2 separate regions of the Sus scrofa genome follow, and region 2 is linked to region 1. Evidence: chromatin contacts called from public HiChIP or PLAC-seq data. All regions are on one chromosome and are shown on one strand. Each heading gives the region's core, a stretch centred on a gene start, on an enhancer-like site or on the middle of the called end of the contact. The rest is flanking DNA. Distances are from core to core; before and after follow the strand shown.

Evidence for each region. HiChIP or PLAC-seq counts read pairs in DNA pulled down with a chosen protein or histone mark.
Region 2: a contact with region 1 is called in an H3K27ac HiChIP or PLAC-seq map of skeletal muscle. The contact joins the promoter of BCL2L1 here to the enhancer-like site in region 1. A contact is called at or near these places in 5 of 5 promoter capture datasets (fetal liver, fetal skeletal muscle, liver and 1 more), 35 of 47 Hi-C or Micro-C datasets (adipose tissue, alveolar macrophages, blood and 16 more) and 2 of 2 datasets of contacts at active chromatin or transcription factors (alveolar macrophages and skeletal muscle).

Annotation. Positions count from the first base shown.
Region 1 is chr17:35,368,971-35,372,723 of Sscrofa11.1, reverse strand. All of the region lies in intron 1 of BCL2L1 (BCL2 like 1), which reads left to right. Among named protein-coding and RNA genes, the nearest start is that of BCL2L1, 43 kb to the left of the region's middle. Within about 2 kb of position 1,578, at least 35 of the 83 cell types and tissues checked have an H3K27ac peak or open chromatin away from gene starts, as enhancers often do. A contact at or near this core is called in adipose tissue, alveolar macrophages, brain and 5 more, where this site is marked.
Region 2 is chr17:35,412,309-35,416,138 of Sscrofa11.1, reverse strand. It overlaps BCL2L1 (BCL2 like 1), which reads left to right and starts at 2,056. Exons shown (of 2, transcript NM_214285.1): 1 at 2,056-2,662. The coding sequence starts at 2,099.

The DNA of each region.
Region 1 (3,753 bases), core at 329-2,828:
GCCACCAGGGTACTCCATCACCCAACATTTTGGATCCTCCTTTGGCCACTGCCACCGTATCACTCAGGTCTCAGCTCAAATCTCACTTCCCCAGATACACCTTCTTTGACCACTCTACCTTCACCAGTCCCCAGGTATTCTTTATCACCTGCCCAGGTTACTGTCTTCAAATCCTCATCATCTCTGAAATTGTCTTGGCTCCTTTTCTTTCTGCTTCCTACTAGGACAGTGTTATTCAACCTTTTTATGCTTACCACCCCTTCCGCTAAGGAGTATTTTAGACGTTTTTGTCCTTGTTGCTCTGCCATGACTTTGAATACCACAGCTGTAGTGTGTATGGCTTTCTGCCCACCCCACCCCCGATGGAAAATGAGCAGACTAGAACATAAGCTCTGTGAAGGCAGGGCCATCGTTTGTCTTGTTCACCGCTGTGTCTCCAGGGCTGGGCTCGGAGCATGGTAAGGTGCCCAGTAAATAGTTATGGTGTGAATGAAGGTCCAAAACCCCTGGGAGCACAGAGGAGCCGTTCATCCTGGAGTTAAAGGCGGGATGAAAAGGGAGGTCTTCTCGGAAGGCAGGACTCCAAAGTGGGGTCATATAAGCTGAGTAGGGGTGGGCTGACTGGGGAGGGGAGACGTGGGCAGGGTGACTAGTTGGAGGACAGTGTTGGCAAAGAAACACAGGCTTGAGGCCCTCTGGAGTGCAGGGGGCGGCTAGTCCGCACATGTGGCCCGGATTGTTGGAGGCAGCATCTTGAAAGTGATCCCAGCCTTAGCTTCTCCTGGGGACCCTGGTTCTTGTCTCATCGCTTTGAAGGGCCCCAATGTCAAATCAGGAGACCCCGATTCCTAGTCCAAGTTCTGCCACAAATTGGCTATTTGAGACTGTAGTGTGGGTGAGTGGGTTGGCCTTGCTGACTTGGGGTCTGCCTGGCTAGGAGTCCATGGTTCTCTCAGGGAGGTCATTCGCCACTACCCGTCCCCAGTGGTCCTGAAGACCCCACATGGGTGCCGTGGTAGCAGTTGCAGCTGCAAAGAGAAATGCCCCGCTTTGCTCTAATGCACGCTGAGGATGCAGGTAGCCTCTTAGGCCTGGGTCTCCTGAGAGCCTCTGTGACATCGGAAACCTCCCTGAACCCCACCCTTACATCTCACTCCCTGCCCACCATGCCAGCTCTGGCTGAAACCTCTGAGAGCCACTGAGCAGCAGTGGGGGCTGATCTCTGCTTTTCCAGACCAGGGCTGCTCCACAATCTTGTTTATTTATCCAGAGCAGCCGCCCACTGAGAAAATGGCTGTGTTTGTTTCCAAGTGTGTGTGTGTGTGAACCTTGGGCTAAATATACCCACACCACTGCCTCCCCAGCCCCGCCCTGGAACAGCACACCCCATTTTGCTCATGTTGGCTGCAAAAGCAGTCCCCAGAACCCACGGTCCTCTGCCCCCTCCCTCCCTAGGAGAAGGCACTTCTGAAATGGAGATGAAGGTTGTCCAACCGGGACTGCGTGGGTGGGGGCTGGGCAGATCTGAGCCTTGTCTCTGTGGCACCAGCAGGAGAATGTTCCCTCCACCCTGGAATGACTGTTCCTGGACAGTGAGTGCTTTGTGCCCTTGCAGGGACAGGCCCTGTTTACTCCAACTCAGCCCCAGAGCTGAAAATTTCCTGTGGCTGCCAGACCTCTACTTCAGGAAAGTTCCCATCCAGGGAGCCAGGCCTCTCCCACTTTGGCTGCACCCCTGTGTCCTGGGTTCTTGTGGGACATTTAGCCCCTTGGGATAACAAGGGCCTTCTGGCTGTGGCCTCCCTTCTCTTAATGCTCCCCACAGCCCAGGACTCTCCTCCATCACAGATCTTTTCGTGACTTCACCTGAGCCTGCTTCACTTAGGACAAGAAAAATTAAAATTCCTCTAAGAATTTTCTGGTCTGTCAACACCCATGAAGGCTAACCAAGATGGAGGAGGAGAGCCTGGGCAGCAGTGCGGCCAAAGAGTGAGGACACTGGCTGCTGCCACTGTCCTTCTCCCCTCATACCCAAGGCTCTGCCTCCATCCCAGCCTCCCTCTGTGGCAGCACTCTGTTGGGGCCAGGCAGTCCTAGGTTTTGATTCTGGCTCTGCCACCTGTTAGCTGGGTGACCCCAGGCTTTCCTACTTACTCTATCCTCAGTTGTCTGAGAACAGGTAACTGGGGCTCAGAGCTCTACATTCCTTTTTTTTTTTAGGGCCTCACCTGCAGCATATGAAGTTCCCAGGCTAGGGGTCGAATCAGAGCTGTAGCCACCGGCCTACACCACAGCCACAGCAGCATGGGATCCGAGCTGCATCTGTGACCTACGCCACAATCCCGTGAGGGATTGAACCTGCCTCCTCATGGATACTAGTCAAGTTCCTTACTGCTGAGCCACAGTGGGAACTCCAACATCTGGGGATTCTGATGAAGGTAAAGTGGGATGACAATGCCTGGCACTTAGGAGACATGCAAGACCTTTGTTCTACTCATGTATTTATGAAGCACCAACTGTGTGCGAGACGCTGTTCTGGGTACTGGGTATCTAGAAACAAGACAGGCTCTCTGCCTCATCAAGCCACATCTCCTGCAGGAGACAAATCAAAACCAAGACCAAGGGTAGACTCTTCTTTTGCAAGTGCTCAGAAGAAAAATAAGGTAAGGGGATAGGGAGAAAGGGGGTGGGGTGGGGTAGCATTTTAGCCAGGGTGGCCCGGGCAGACTTCTCTGAGGAGATGGCATTTGAGTCGAGTCAGGAGTGAGACAAGGGAGTAAGGGAGGTGAAGACCTGGGGTCGAGTGTTCAGGCAACACAAGGCAGCAAGGTACCAAGCTCAGCGGATATTCCAGGAACAGCAGGGAGGCCAGTGCAGCTGGGGTGGACTGTGTGGTAGGGAGGGGCACGGTCCTGCTGGACTTGCTGGCTGTGGGAAGGACTTTATTCCATGTGTGATGGGGAGTTTCAGAGCATGGAGTGATGTGGTCTGAATGGCGGGGCTTTCCCCACCTGCCTGCCTTCCCCTCCCAATGCCTTTTCCCAAGCAGATGGTGAGCTTTTCTGGAAGGGCTCTGGTTCATTTATCACTGCGACTTCCCTAACGGCTTAATAAGTGTTGAGGATTCTTTGAGTCAAGTTGGCAGCTCAGTGCGCATGGCCCTCTGCTAGGTACCAGGGATATGAACAGACATGATGCTGGCTTTCTGAAAGTTGTTGGTGTGCCGTGATCTGATCTGTGTTGTTTTGGGTGTTTTTTTAGGGTCGCGCTCTCGGCATATGGAGGTTCCCAGGCCAGGAGTCAATCGGAGCTGCAGCTGCCGGCCTATACCACAGCCACAGCAATGCCAGATCCTTAACCCACTGAGCGAGGCCAGGGATTGAACCTACAACCTCATGGTTCCTAGTCGGATTCGTTTCCACTGCACCACGATAGGCGCTCCCTCATCTGTTTGTAAAAACCTCTGCATGGGGCATGGAGTGAGGGGTGTTGTTCAGACTAGATATCACAGCCAGCACAGTAGGGCCAACCGGAAATGGCAGGCACGTCTGAGGGAACAGCCGCCACTCAGCGAGTTGGGCCCAGGTAGAGGTGTGAGCTCTTGATGGGGAGGCAGGAATGCCATCTCTGGAACCAGGCAGTGACCCATTCCCTCCCTCCACACACACAGCATGCTGATTTAACATGTGCGGATTCTGGTTCCACCGCAAAGCTGGGTGACCTGATCAAGTCCCTCTGCACTGAGAGGTCCGG
Region 2 (3,830 bases), core at 807-3,306, 43 kb before region 1:
TGCAGCATGTACCATAGACTTCACAAAGAACAACTCAAATCAATCACAGTAACTCAATGAGGGAGATTGGTTTTTACTCACATTACGTACGGTTAAGGATAATCGAGACACAGCGGTTGAGTAACTTTCCCAGTTAGCAAGGTTGGAATCCCAGACACAAGATTCTTGCCACGACGCGATGCTTTTTCGACATATAAACTAACCAGTGGATGAAACTGGCTAAATGAATGAATGAATGGAAACGTGAATGTAAACGTTTATCCTTTTTTGTCTCCGGATTCCCCAGCTCTACCGCAAGGGGGCGCTCTCGCCAAGGTCTTGACGCCAGTACTTAAAGGCGCGCACTCCCCTTGCGTCTCGGGCTCGCGCGCGCTGCCGCGGCACCGGAAGTGACTGAGGTTGCAAGTTCCCCCGGTCTCTTCAGGGGAAACTGAGGCCGGCTCGTTCGGAAGAGACAGCGCGAGCCACCAGCCAGGTAGGCCGGCCCAGGTCCGCGGCGCAGAACTCTGCCGCGAAGAGCGGTCGCGTCTGGAAACTACCTGGCCGATGAATGGGGGATGTGGCCCCCCATGGCTCGCGGGGCTCGCAGGTGAGAGCGCCGCCTCCCCTGTGCGTGGCAGGCGCTGCGCCCAATGGGAGCCCTCGCCGTCCTGCTTCCGTGCCACCTGGGCTCGCTGATTGGCCGCGCTGGGGCGGGCCGCCGGGGGCGAGACCCCTCCTCCCAGAAAGGTCTAGGGGGCGCCCCAGAGGGAGAGCGGTTGCCTAGCAACGGGGCGGTGGCCGGGCGGGTACCCGGCCTAGCGCGCGGAGGGAGCCGCGAGTCCGCAGCCCACCCACCCTGGGCTCGGGAGAGGTGCAGACCCCTGCCTCTAAACCCTCGCCAGGGCGCGAGGAAGCCACCCTGGGCCTGTCCACAGGAGAACGTGGTTTCAGCTGTGGGGGGGCCTCGAGGAGGCCTCGCCCATTCTCCCTGACCCGAGGAGAGGCCCGGCGCCTCACCCTCGCCCAGTCTTTGTGCCGGGCGCCGGCGGCCATTGTGTCCGTGCGGGGAATGGAGGACCCGGCAGCCCCCCACCGCCACGACCAGGGCCTTTGGGGAATTCAGAGAAAGCCAGCAGCGTTTCTGGGGGGTCCCCGGCTTTCCGCCTCCCTGAAAGGCCCGGGGATGGCCTTTCCGAAGTCAGACCGCAGATACGAGGCAGTTTCCCCCTCCCTCCGTCCCTCATCGAAACCTTGAGCCCCATTGAGAAGTCCCTTTAGGGTTTCAGTAAACCTCACCCTGGGCTGGTACTTAAATAGAAGAAAAACAAAAACTAAATCTCACACCAGCCACCTCCGGGAGAGTTCTCCTGGCTCCCAGTAGGAGGCGGAGAGCCAAGGGGCGTGCAAGAGCAAGGGGGCTGGGCTCCCGGGCCGCGGCTGCTGAAGCGGCCGCCCTCGATCTGGGCGATGGAGGAGGAAGCAGGCGAGGGGGCCGGTTCCTGAGCTTCGTAATTCCTGTATCGCCTTCTGGGCTCTCAGTCTGCCGGGTCGCATGATCCCTCCAGCCGGAGCTGCTTTTTTTGCCAGCCGCCGCGAGGCCGGCTGAGTTACCGGCATCCCGGCTGCCACCTCCTCTCCCGACCTCTGATACAAAAGATCTTCCGGGGGCTGCACCTGCCTGCCGGTCGCCTGAGACGGATTTGAATGTAGGTGGTGCGGGGGTGGGGGGTGGGGGACAGACTGCCCATGGGGGTGACTTTCCGAGGAAGACATTTCGGAGAAAAGGGGGTGGCTGAGGCTTAAAGGCCGGTGTGATGATTCAGAGCCCACTGGTGCTTTCAATTTGACTTTATTGAAGTCCCTTGGAAGCCAGACCCAGACCTTCCTAAGAGCCACAAAAGACCCCATTCTGGTACCTGGAGGGGGAATGGATGTTGCAGGGTAAATGGCATGCATGTTAATTTTTTTTTTTTTTTTTTTCTGAAGCTCTTTCTCTCCCTTCAGAACCTTATCTTGGCTTTGGATCTCAGAAGAGAACCACTAAGCAGAGACCAGACTCAGTGAGTGAGCAGGTGTTTTGGACAATGGACTGGTGGAGCCCATCCCTATTATAAAAATGTCTCAGAGCAACCGGGAGCTGGTGGTTGACTTTCTCTCCTACAAGCTTTCCCAGAAAGGATACAGCTGGAGTCAGTTTACTGATGTGGAAGAGAACAGAACTGAGGCCCCAGAAGGGACTGAATCAGAAGCGGAAACCCCTAGTGCCATCAATGGCAACCCATCCTGGCACCTGGCGGACAGCCCCGCGGTGAATGGAGCCACTGGCCACAGCAGCAGCTTGGATGCCCGGGAGGTGATCCCCATGGCTGCAGTGAAGCAAGCGCTGAGGGAGGCGGGCGATGAGTTTGAACTGAGGTACCGGAGGGCATTCAGTGACCTGACGTCCCAGCTCCACATCACCCCAGGGACAGCGTATCAGAGCTTTGAGCAGGTAGTGAACGAACTCTTCCGGGATGGGGTGAACTGGGGTCGCATTGTGGCCTTTTTCTCCTTCGGTGGGGCACTGTGCGTGGAGAGCGTAGACAAGGAGATGCAGGTATTGGTGAGTCGGATCGCAACTTGGATGGCCACTTACCTGAATGACCACCTAGAGCCTTGGATCCAGGAGAACGGCGGCTGGGTAAGGACCACGCCCCTTGTGGTGTCCCTGTTCCTTGGTCTCAGGTCAGATCCCCAACAGCCTTTCCTCTGTACCTCTTTCTGTCGCGCTGTGTGATTATTGGAGATGTTGTTTGTTAAGGAGATGTGACTGGCCTCACTGCAGCACAAGACGCTAACTGTCCTGAAATACAGATGACCTAGTTCTGCAAGGACCAGACAGCTTCGTTCTGGTCATCCCCATGACCCTACCCTTTCAGACTTGTGTCCAATTTCTCTGCAGAGGAAAACATAGCCTGTGTGTTCATTGGGCCCCAAACCTTTGCGGGTGGCGGGTTAGTCCGGTGTTTCCCTGACCCTGACGTAATGGCTCCCCTCGCTAAGGGTAACACCTGCAGGAGACGGTATCAGTGACCCACCAGTCCCTTCAGTCTTACTCCCCCTGGGATGTCAATCCTGTCCTGGGCTTCCCTCCCCCAGATGGAGTCCCCTGTGTTTCAGAGTTGGCATGACCAGGCAGGGAGTTCCCACTGGCTTAGATGGCTGAGGATTGTCTACTTTTAGGGTGTAAGCTGTGCCAGTGGGCCAGTTGTGTTTGTGCCACACCCCTATGTTCATTGGCTCTGAAGTGTGCAACTTTGGGTATGATTGGACTGTTTGTGGAGCTCTTTGCAGTGTCATGCATTAAGCCCAGGGACTTTGCACCTCACTGCCTGGGGTCGGTTGGGAAGCTCCAGCTGCCTGTTGCTTTCGGGCCAGGGCTCTGGGATCTCTTGCCCGCAAGGCAAGAACCTGGTCCGTGGGGCTCTGTGGGACATTGAGATTCAGTGACAGACTTCGGAAACAAAACTGACACAGGCGTGAGTCCCAGCCCTGTCGCTTAATTAGCCATGTGACCTTGGACAGGCCAGTTTACCTTGAGCCTCAGTTTCTTCCTCTTAAAAAAATGTGACCAGCCCTCCTTGCCCTGCAGGTCTCGTAAATCCTGGAGCGAAGGTGAGCACAGTGACGGACACCAGCCAGTTTGCTGTAGTAGTTGTTCTTGGTCCCAGGTTCTCCATCTGGGCCCAGAAATAGTCATGCCTCATTCCTTTCCCAGGGAGGAGACTTCCCTTGCCCATCACTAAGTCAGGGTGAGCCAGTGGGGAGAGATTCATTGGAGGCAATTTTTGCTCTTCTACAATGAACTC